2 separate regions of the Pan troglodytes genome follow, and region 1 is linked to region 2. The links are chromatin contacts, called in public Hi-C maps. All regions are on one chromosome and are shown on one strand. The core of a region is the stretch at or near the end of the contact, and the rest is flanking DNA. Distances in the headings are between cores, read along the strand shown.

Region 1 (4,676 bases), core at 582-3,081, 360 kb before region 2:
AGCTGAGATTGCACCACTGCACGCCAGCCTGGCGACAGAGCAAGACTGCATCTCAAAAAAAAAAAAAAAAAAAGAGTCACATAGATTTCTTTTACTGTAACAACATAACATCCATGAGGACTGTGTATGCAATATACACAGTTCCCTGAGCCAACACAACCTGTTGAGGATGTTGTCACAGAGAATCTGGAGCAGAGTGGATCTGAAGTGAGCTTAAATTGGACAGAGCTGGACTATGAGGAAGTGACTGGTGACACAAATGAGTCCACTCCTGGCTCCTTTAAACTACTGTGAATGTTCTGGTCTTTTCAGGAATGGCGTTCCCATACTAGCCGGCTGATTGTGATAAACAAACATCAAACATGACCATTCGTCATTCCGCATAGTGGAGATGAGCTCTGGTCTGCAGCAGGAGGTTGTTAAATTTGACATATTCAAAATGAATTGCACGGCCTGGCTGCTCTTGAACTCTGGCTTGCTGGGAGTAGCCTATGATGGAAGGAAATTCCACTCTGTGGTGGTGTTTTGGGGAGGTTGCATGGTGGGGAGAGGAAAACATAAAGCTGGGATAAGAACAGTGCTTTCCTAAGAAAAAAGGAGGCTACTTTTGAACGAATGCATCTATGATGCCAGATCTAGTGGGAGGCTTCTCTTCTTTTGAAAGATGATTCTGTGCCCCACCCCATTCCTATCCCACATTTGCCTCAATTTCATTTCCTTAGATTTCACATTATAGAGATATAAATAACTCTGGAATTCAAGTGGAACATTCTAGAGAGACAGACATTCTAGTTAATACAGGAACAATCTTTCAATAAAATTAGTATCACCTTTGAAATGCAATGATACTTTGAGGATGCTTCAGACTTTGTTGGTGTTTGGAATGATTACTACTGCTGGTAGAAAATAATGCCACTGTGAATTCAAAATTCTGTGTGTGTGGGCAGGGGGGCATGCTCCCTTTCTCTCTTCTTTCTGTGCCTAAAAATAACCTGCAAATCTTGTTCAAATTCTTTTGCAAGGAAATTTATAAATTGTCTGTGTATTCTATAATTATTTTCCCATCATGATGGCTCTAAGGAAAATACATTTACATACCCATAAACTCAGACACTCTTGGAGTCCCATTTTCTTTCTGTGTGTGCTGTTCCTTTTCTCTTTCTCTCTCTCTTTGTGTCTATGGTTACTGTTAAGCTGACCCCTACAGTCTGGGGCAAATACCAAACTTGAATCAAGCACTACTTATCCATACAGCTGCGAAGGACTGCGGTTTCAGGGCCTCAGATGATAGATTTAAGTAAAGTCTGTAACTGGATGGAGTTTAGGAAACCTGTTATGATTTCATCTACAAAGGCGGGCTGCATCGCACCCCACTGTGCTGAATTTTAAGATGCAATGTGGTGTTGTTGTTTTGTCTTTTTTTAGGAGCAGCATCTTTATTATAAATGATCTATTTTTATGTCTGTGGTGATTTTTATAATACTGAATTTCATTGTTGAGAACAATGACTGTAGAAAGATCTTTCTTTATTGTTCCTGCCTCTTCTCCCAGTGTCTGGAAGAAACTGTTGCTTGCAAAAAACATAGCTAATTAAAAATTGAACTTAATTAGCTACAAAGAAGCCCGACTCGCCAGGGCTGGGAGGAAGGGCAGATAAAGCTGCCGACGCTGTGTTCTTCTTTACCTTCGCTTTAATGGTCTTCACAGCACGTCGTGTTTATGAGTCAGAGGACCCTAGAGCGACACTTGTTGGGGACGGGCAGGACACCACAGCACGACAGGCAGCTCCTGCAAGTGGCGGCGGGAATGCACGCCGGAGTCGGCGTGCCAGCGCGGTGGAAACCGGTTCTCAGGTTCTGGCCGAGTGGACTTCCCCTTACATCAGCGGGCCAGCTCCTGTCAGGCAGGCGGCCGGCGATTGGCCGGGAGGAGGCAGTCATTCAAACTGCCTTTTGTGTTTGGCTAATCAGGGCAGCCCAGGTTCCCAGCGGAGGTGCGTCTGTGGTGTCAGACACCTGTGTCTCAGCTCTGTCTTCCTCGGGCTAGCTCCTGCGGATCCTTCCTGGGCAGAACCGTGCCTCTAGGCCACCTCCCCCAAGCCACCAAGCCCCCGCGGTGGGCCAGCCTTGGCCCAGTGTCACGCAGGACAGAAATGACCAACAGATAACTGAGGACAATGGACCTGCCTGGGCATAGACTTCCTTAAGGTAAGTCCATTTTAAACCAACGATTTCTCGATGACATTATTTCTCCGTCGATGTTGGCAGAAATGCCAGCATTGGGAAGGTAAACTAAAGAGAGGTAGGGAAGTTGTTCAAGTTAGGCCTTTGCGATGAAATCACCAAGGTTTTGGGCTGTCAGATATGCTGACAAAATAATATAAAAGAATAAAGAAACATGTACATGGGGAGGAGAGAGCTTGACAAATGACTCTAGTCCTCTCAGGCAACGGGCACTTTTTCCTATTTGATGAGAAGCTCAAGTGATAACAGAGTAAAGTAACTTTTAGTTAAGGCCAACAAATATATATGCTAACTTGTGTAATAAGACCAAGTCAGCCTGAACATCTTGGCTCCCTCCAATCATGCAACCTCAGGATTTACAGCCTAATTTTAATTATAACTTATTTTTAAAGCTATCTTTAACTTTCTTATTTGGGATATGAAGGCAGCTTTTGTTTTTTAGGTCTGTTCAACATGGGTGAATCAATGAATTGCACTTCAACAGCAAAATTGGATTGTATTGATTGGTTGGCTCACTCTTCTCATCCTTTATGTTTCAGAGAAGGTCGGATTATAAATGCAAGCACCTACATTTAAGCAACAGTTGAGATGCTTAAGAACGTGCTTCTGTGTGATTCTGATTAATCCTTAACTATGCTCTGATTTCATTTTACTTGTAAATCAATTGACACATACTTCAGGGACCATCCTGTCTTTTCTCTGGGGTTGCTGTCACCGTATTTGTAACTTGAGGATTTAATAATTGAAGATTGATAAAAAAGACTGGTGGTTTGGGACTAGTGTTTTCACCCTGTCTGTTTTGTTGTGATAGGAAGGAAAGTAATTTTCCCTTGGATTTAAATTTTTTTCATTGAAAACATTCTGAAAATGGGTAAAGTTCTCTTTATAAATCTAAAGAGGTTCTGAGACTACTTTTCCCATCTCATTAATTTCAAGGATGTAAACACCTTCATGAAAGGAAGGTGTTTACCCGTTCTCAATGATTCTGTTCAAGTGATAAACAGCAATAGGGCAAACAGGTCATTCAAAATCTGTGCTAATCATCCTCAAGTGTGTTTTTTCTTCCAATGATTACAGCCAGTTGGAGTTTTCCATTTTTTTCAGCAGTTAGCTAAAGTGTCTTTATAAAAACATTTTCCTATAATAAAATAACACATTAGTGACATTTAATATAAACATAAAAATTACTGCTTTGGTGAATAAAAGCACCAGAAATGGCATTACCCATCAGATGAAATATGATCATCACACAAGTCTACAGCAATCACTTAAAAATATAGTGTATATGCAAGTGATTTTAAAATATGGATCCATAGGTAGGTAGACACAAAGTGAATTTATAAATGTTGAAATAGTTAAAGAGAAATGAACATTGGAAAGCTAAATAGATATTGAACATTTTTATATTTCAAAAATCTACCTTCGCTTATGAATTACAACCTAGAGAATATATAAATCAAAGGTAATTTCCTGAGTTAAGTATAAGTCATTTTTTGTATGGAGAGGGATAAATACCCTCATCTTATTCCCTAATCTTAGCCCTAATCATTGTCTTCCATAAAAACCCCAGTATCCTAAAAAGGTACAGAAAGGAAGAGGAGAGAGCTGGTTGAAAAACTTCTTAACAATACTTAAAAGTAAACAAAGTCACAAACCCCACGTTTTATATTAAGAGTGTAGAAAGCCCTTGTTCAGGTCTGCAGAGTACCAGCGCACTCCAAATATGTAATTTAACACATTCATTAATAACTATGATAAATAGATATTTTATTCCAAGAACAATATCATTAGAGAGTTAGATTGGAGGGCAAGGGGATTAAGTATCTTAAGTTTATTGTTTCCCGAGTGACCATTTTTAAAAGCCTCCTTCCAGGAACTGTGGAATGCCTGCCAGGCTCCCTGACTGCTGTCTGGTGAGGGTCCCTACTGGTGCTGTGGACAGCACAATACACAATGGGGCACAAGAAAGCCACGCAGCCTCCCCCTCCTAGACACATGCTGTGCACCCCCTTGGCTCTGCTTGGAAGGTTCAGCTCTGCAAATGGAAGGTTGCAAACATCAGACACCTTCCTCTCTCTGTTTCTGTCTCTCTCCCCTTCTTCTCCCCACAGTGTCCAGCCTTGGCCCCTGACTTTTCCTGGGGTTGGGGAGGCCTGTAGGTTCAGAAGCTGAGCAGCTGGGTGAAGATCTCCCTTAGCTCAATGTGCTCTGGCCATAGGGAGCAGACAAGCAAGCTGAGTTTGGGTAGCCCTAGACACATGGAAAAAGAAACAGCTTCCTCACCTCCACCCCTCCATAGATGACTTCATTAAAATGTCGCTGGTTAAGAGGGAAAACGTAGCACTCCCTGTTAGGCCAAACCCCTAAAAGGCATGTTTTTTAGAAAACAAAAAATAAACAAAAAAAATCCCCAGCAGCCTTAATGATCACATT
Region 2 (4,329 bases), core at 1,559-4,058:
CAAAGGTATGTGCAAAATGAAGGGAAACCATAGGGGTTTACTCTGGGTCACCCTAGGGAGGGATACTGGCTGCTTCCTTTGGTTGAGGGAGGCAGCCAGCTTGCAATGGTGCCACAGCAAGGGAGCCAGGGGGGAATAAATAAGCATACTCCTTCCTCTTTGTTCCATCGCTGTTGCTTCCTAGTGCCTTCACTCAACTGGAAGCTAGAGGGAAAGAACGTCTCTTGAGTTAAGGCTCCAAGGGACAGACAGCAGGTTGGAGAGTGGATCTGGCTAACAGAACACGTCCTCCCCCAGGACTCACTGTTACTACCCTATTTTACAATAGAAAAAAGAAATGAGATGAAAGTTTAACTTATTTGATATAACAAAGCTCATAAGTGATCATCTGTAGCTGAAGTGCCAGGTTCTCCCCACTCTGCCACTCTCTCGCTAAGGCTCCAACATCCTAGCAATGCCAGGATACCCATCCTCCCCATAGCATCCTCACATCCCAAATGAGATGTTGGAATATGTAACGTTAAGTTTTGCTGATTAGAATAAACTAACCTACCCACCAAGGTAGGGCATTCACATTCTTATAATCTAAGCAGATGAGTTTACAGCATATACATTCACAAAATAAATAAGTAAAAAAAAAAAATTTGATAAACAAATTCTACAGTCTGTTCTGGTCAAGATAACACAGTTCCTTTGCAACTGCCCTTACATCCGGTTGGTGGTGTGTGGAGCCCTCTTTTCCCAGGCCTTACATGAGGCCTCTGGCCCATGGGCAGTGCTGCTGCTGTCTGATCCTCCTTATGGAGAAAGGACAAAATGTCCATGTACCAGAGCTGCAGAAGAAAGTATTTGTCTTCCCCCTCCCTTTGCACAGCACCCATCTGTGTGTAATCTTATTATTATATATTTTTTGAGACAGGGTCTCACTGTGTCACCCAGACTGGAGTGTAGTGGCGCGATCTCGGCTCACTGCAACCTCCGCCTCCAGAGTTCAAGCGACTCTCCCACCTCAGCCTCTATAGTAGCTGGGACTACAGGCAAGCGCCACCATGACTGGCTAATTTTTGCATTTTTTTACAGCCAAGGTTTCACCATGTTGGCCCACCTCAGCCTCCCAAGGTGCTGGGATTACAGGCGTGAGCCACCGCGCCCGGCCCATTTATGTGTAATCTTAATTCAACACTTATTGAGCGCCTACTGTATGTTTGGCATAAAATGGTGGTCCCTAATTTCAAAAGATTTGGAGTCTAGAGGGCAGAAATTGAAGAGGCTGGTGCTCTGCACGTCTGAGTCCGCCCACAGACTGAATAAATAAGCTCTGCGTCGGCGCCCCTCACCTTTCTTTCATGGCCAGACTTTTCTCTGGCGGTTCCACAGCTGTCCTGACAGTGGAATTCAGACCGGGTGACCAAGCCCCTCGCCCACCTACCAGCGAAATCCAGCATCAGTTCCAGGGCAGCCGGACCCGCGCCCGGGGACGACTGACCCTTAGCCCAAGGCTGCGGGGGCGTCGGAGTCTTGAAGCGCAGGCGAGGCAGGGCCAGCGGGAAAGGGAGACTCAAGGCCCCAGGGGATCTGGGCGTTTGAAGACTCAGGTCAGACTCTGAGGCGCCCCAGTCTAAAGAGACGGGTTGTCTTTTCCCTAATTCAGGAGGCCAGGCTGTCCCTTGGGGCGTCGTACCGAGGGCAGATCACAGCCCTTCCCTCCTCACCACACTTTCCCTGTGCTTCCACCCAGCTGGTTCCCCGCCCTGTCCATCGCTGTCCTCAATCGCTTGTTGTCGTGGGCCCCCCTCTCCGGCCCACGTGGGGCCGCAGGGATCCACAGCTCATCTGACACACCTCGCTGCCCCGCACGAACCGGGACCCCTCCATTCCGCCGGCCCCTCAGACACGCAGTAACACCCCAACATCTGCTGGGAAAAAAATCTTCCCCACGGCGGAGGAGTTCTCAGTCCCACGCGCCCAGAGTCGCACCCACTCGAGCCACCCGCCTGTTGCCGTCGCCACGCCCTCCAGCCGCAGCCCCAGCGCGCATTCCTACGGGTCGCCGGGTCTGTCGCCAGCGATCGAATGAAGTCGGCTGATCCCCCATGTGTGGCTGCTCCAGTGACACCCAGGGGAGGCCTCGGTCCTTACCCCTAGAGCAACCAATGGCTGCCTTAATTCTTCAGCGGGGGCGTTCTTTTTCTTCCTCCCAAGCAGGCGGCCGTTGGGTCGGCCGAAGGCAGCAGCGACTACTACGGCTCTTCCTCTCCAATGGGATCCCCTGTCTGCCCGCGCGCCACAGTGACAGCTTCCAGATGCCTGTCTTTAGTCTCCCTTCTCAAGGGAAGCGGTGGGCGACCGAGGTGCGGCCTGGAGGGCCCCCATGTGGGAAGGGAAGACTTGCGGAAGGGCAATTCTTCCAGTGCGGAGACGAGGAGGCCAGCCCAGCCGCACTTCGGTCGCCCACCGCTCCGCCTGGTGGTCCGCAGCCCCTTCCAGGCCGGCTTCTCCGGGTGGGGCGTGCTAGTCCGGGGCTAACTTTCCGCCACGTGCTGTCCCTGCGACCCGTCTCCCCCGGTCGCCCTTCCTTCTCCCGGCGGCCGCTGGAGCTGCCCGCTTCGTGGAGCCGGTGGCAGGCCCCGGGGCTGAGAGCTCGCGCCCAGGCTTTTACTCAGATTCCAGCACCTGATGGAGCAGGGGGTGGCGGCCAGCGCACAGGCTGTCGGCATCTCATGGCAGCGGAGACGGTCGTTTGGGGACGGAGGGGCGAGCCCTGCGGCCGGGGCCAGTGGAGCTGGGCTCGGAGCCCGCCCACCATCCTCCCGCCCACCACCGCGGCCGGGCGCGCAGGCTCACACCCCTTCCTGGGGAAGCGAATGGTCCCTTCCAGGCGGGTGGCCATGTTGCTCTAATAAAGCGGGAGGGGCGGCGGCGTGGGGGGAGCAGATGCCGCTGGCTGCCAGCGGGACGCCGGCGAGCAGAGCGCAGCCGCGAGGGAGGCGCGAGGGAGGCGAGCCGGAGCCCGAGCACTAGCAGCAGCCGGAGTCGGCGGAAAGCACCCGGGCGCAGCCGGAGCCGGTGCCGCAGCTGCGATGGCCGTGGCCGTGGGGAGACCGTCTGTGAGTGCTGGGGCCTCGCCTGCTGCTCCTCGGGCGCCGGGTGGTCTCTGCTCTGGGGCGGGTGCGGTGAGGACCACAGGGGAGCCGGGCGGGTGCTCGGCCCTGCGGCGGCGGCGACGGCTGTGGGTGTGTGCACGAATTTGGGCGCGCGTCTGGGGTCGGGGTTAGGAGCCCAGGGGCTCAGTTACGTGATGCAACAGTGGATCGCCTCGTCGCGTCCCTCTTCTGGGGATGCGAAAGAAAAAGGACCCCTCTCCTGTTCCCTTTAAAATAATTCTTTGAGGCGCGGCGTGTCTCAGCCGCCTCCCTCTGCCCGCGCACCTCTTCCCTCGTGACAGCCAGAAGGGCGCCGGGTTCGGGGCTTTCCTCCAGTCTCCCCCGCGCCGAGGGGGCGCTCAGGGCATGGGAATTGCGAGCTGAAGTGCTGCGTGTGGCACAGCTGTAGAAGCAGGTCAGAGGGGTGGGATTTCCGTGGTGGCCTCCCCAGCGCATTGTGAGATCCCGGACACCCTCGGGCATCCACCCGGCTGAGCGGGCCCTGCCCAGGATGTGGACAAAGCCCCAGATAACACACACAAAGTTTTCTGGAGGCTCCCTTGTGGTGTGGGTGGAAGGACTGAAATGTTCTGCGGCTGAAAGGCCGGGGGCGGCGGGCTGAGGAGGCTGGGACGCGAGGAAGAGGAAGGGCGGGCGGGTGCGTGAAGAATCGAGTGCCCCACGGCGGGAGGGAGGAGAGTAGGAGGGAGGAGATACCTTTGCCCCGAGTGTGTGGGCCAAGGCGCCGCGCCTACTGGGTTGCAAGACTCGGTCCGCGCCCCGGGGCCGGGCCGGAGGGGAGCGGGACTCCGAGGGTGCGGTTCAGTGGCCGCTCCGCATCCCCAAGTGAAAGGCGGAGGAAGGGGCGGCGGCGGCCTTTCCTTTTTTTTGAAAGGAGCGGAGCTGGGTGGGAAAGGCGGAGTCCTCCTGTTTTCCCTTTCCCCTTTTCGTCGTCGATGTTCACAGTCCACTCGCCTTACTGGCTTTGGGGGCGCCTCGGGCGATGTCTTTCCCTGTCTATCACCTCCTCTTCCCTTTTTCTTCTTCCCTTTCCCACAGCTGTGCAGCTGCAGGTGGTGGCTCGGGAGATTTTGTAGTTACAGACGAAAGACTTACTGAGACACTGGAAGCTCGGAAATCCCAGAAATGCAAGGCTGTGCTCTCAGGCTCCCGGCTCTTCCCCCTC

The links. Hi-C and Micro-C count contacts between places; a contact is called where the count stands out from the background.
Region 1: a contact with region 2 is called in a Hi-C map of stem cell-derived neural progenitor cells, with 3 times the contacts expected there. The contact joins the enhancer-like site here to the promoter of SEPTIN11 in region 2. A contact is called at or near these places in 1 of 7 Hi-C or Micro-C datasets (stem cell-derived neural progenitor cells) and 1 of 1 datasets of contacts at active chromatin or transcription factors (stem cell-derived excitatory neurons).

Annotation. Positions count from the first base shown.
Region 1 is chr3:53,539,671-53,544,346 of NHGRI_mPanTro3-v2.0_pri, reverse strand. The region is part of intron 5 of SHROOM3 (shroom family member 3); the gene reads left to right. Among named protein-coding and RNA genes, the nearest start is that of CCDC158, 160 kb to the left of the region's middle. Within about 2 kb of position 1,831, at least 5 of the 24 cell types and tissues checked have an H3K27ac peak or open chromatin away from gene starts, as enhancers often do. A contact at or near this core is called in stem cell-derived neural progenitor cells, where this site is marked.
Region 2 is chr3:53,181,550-53,185,878 of NHGRI_mPanTro3-v2.0_pri, reverse strand. It overlaps SEPTIN11 (septin 11), which reads left to right and starts at 2,808. Exons shown (of 10, transcript XM_054682944.2): 1 at 2,808-3,107. The coding sequence starts at 3,081. LOC104006065 (a long non-coding RNA gene) reads right to left here and starts at 1,423. Exons shown (of 4, transcript XR_008547508.1): 1 at 1,338-1,423.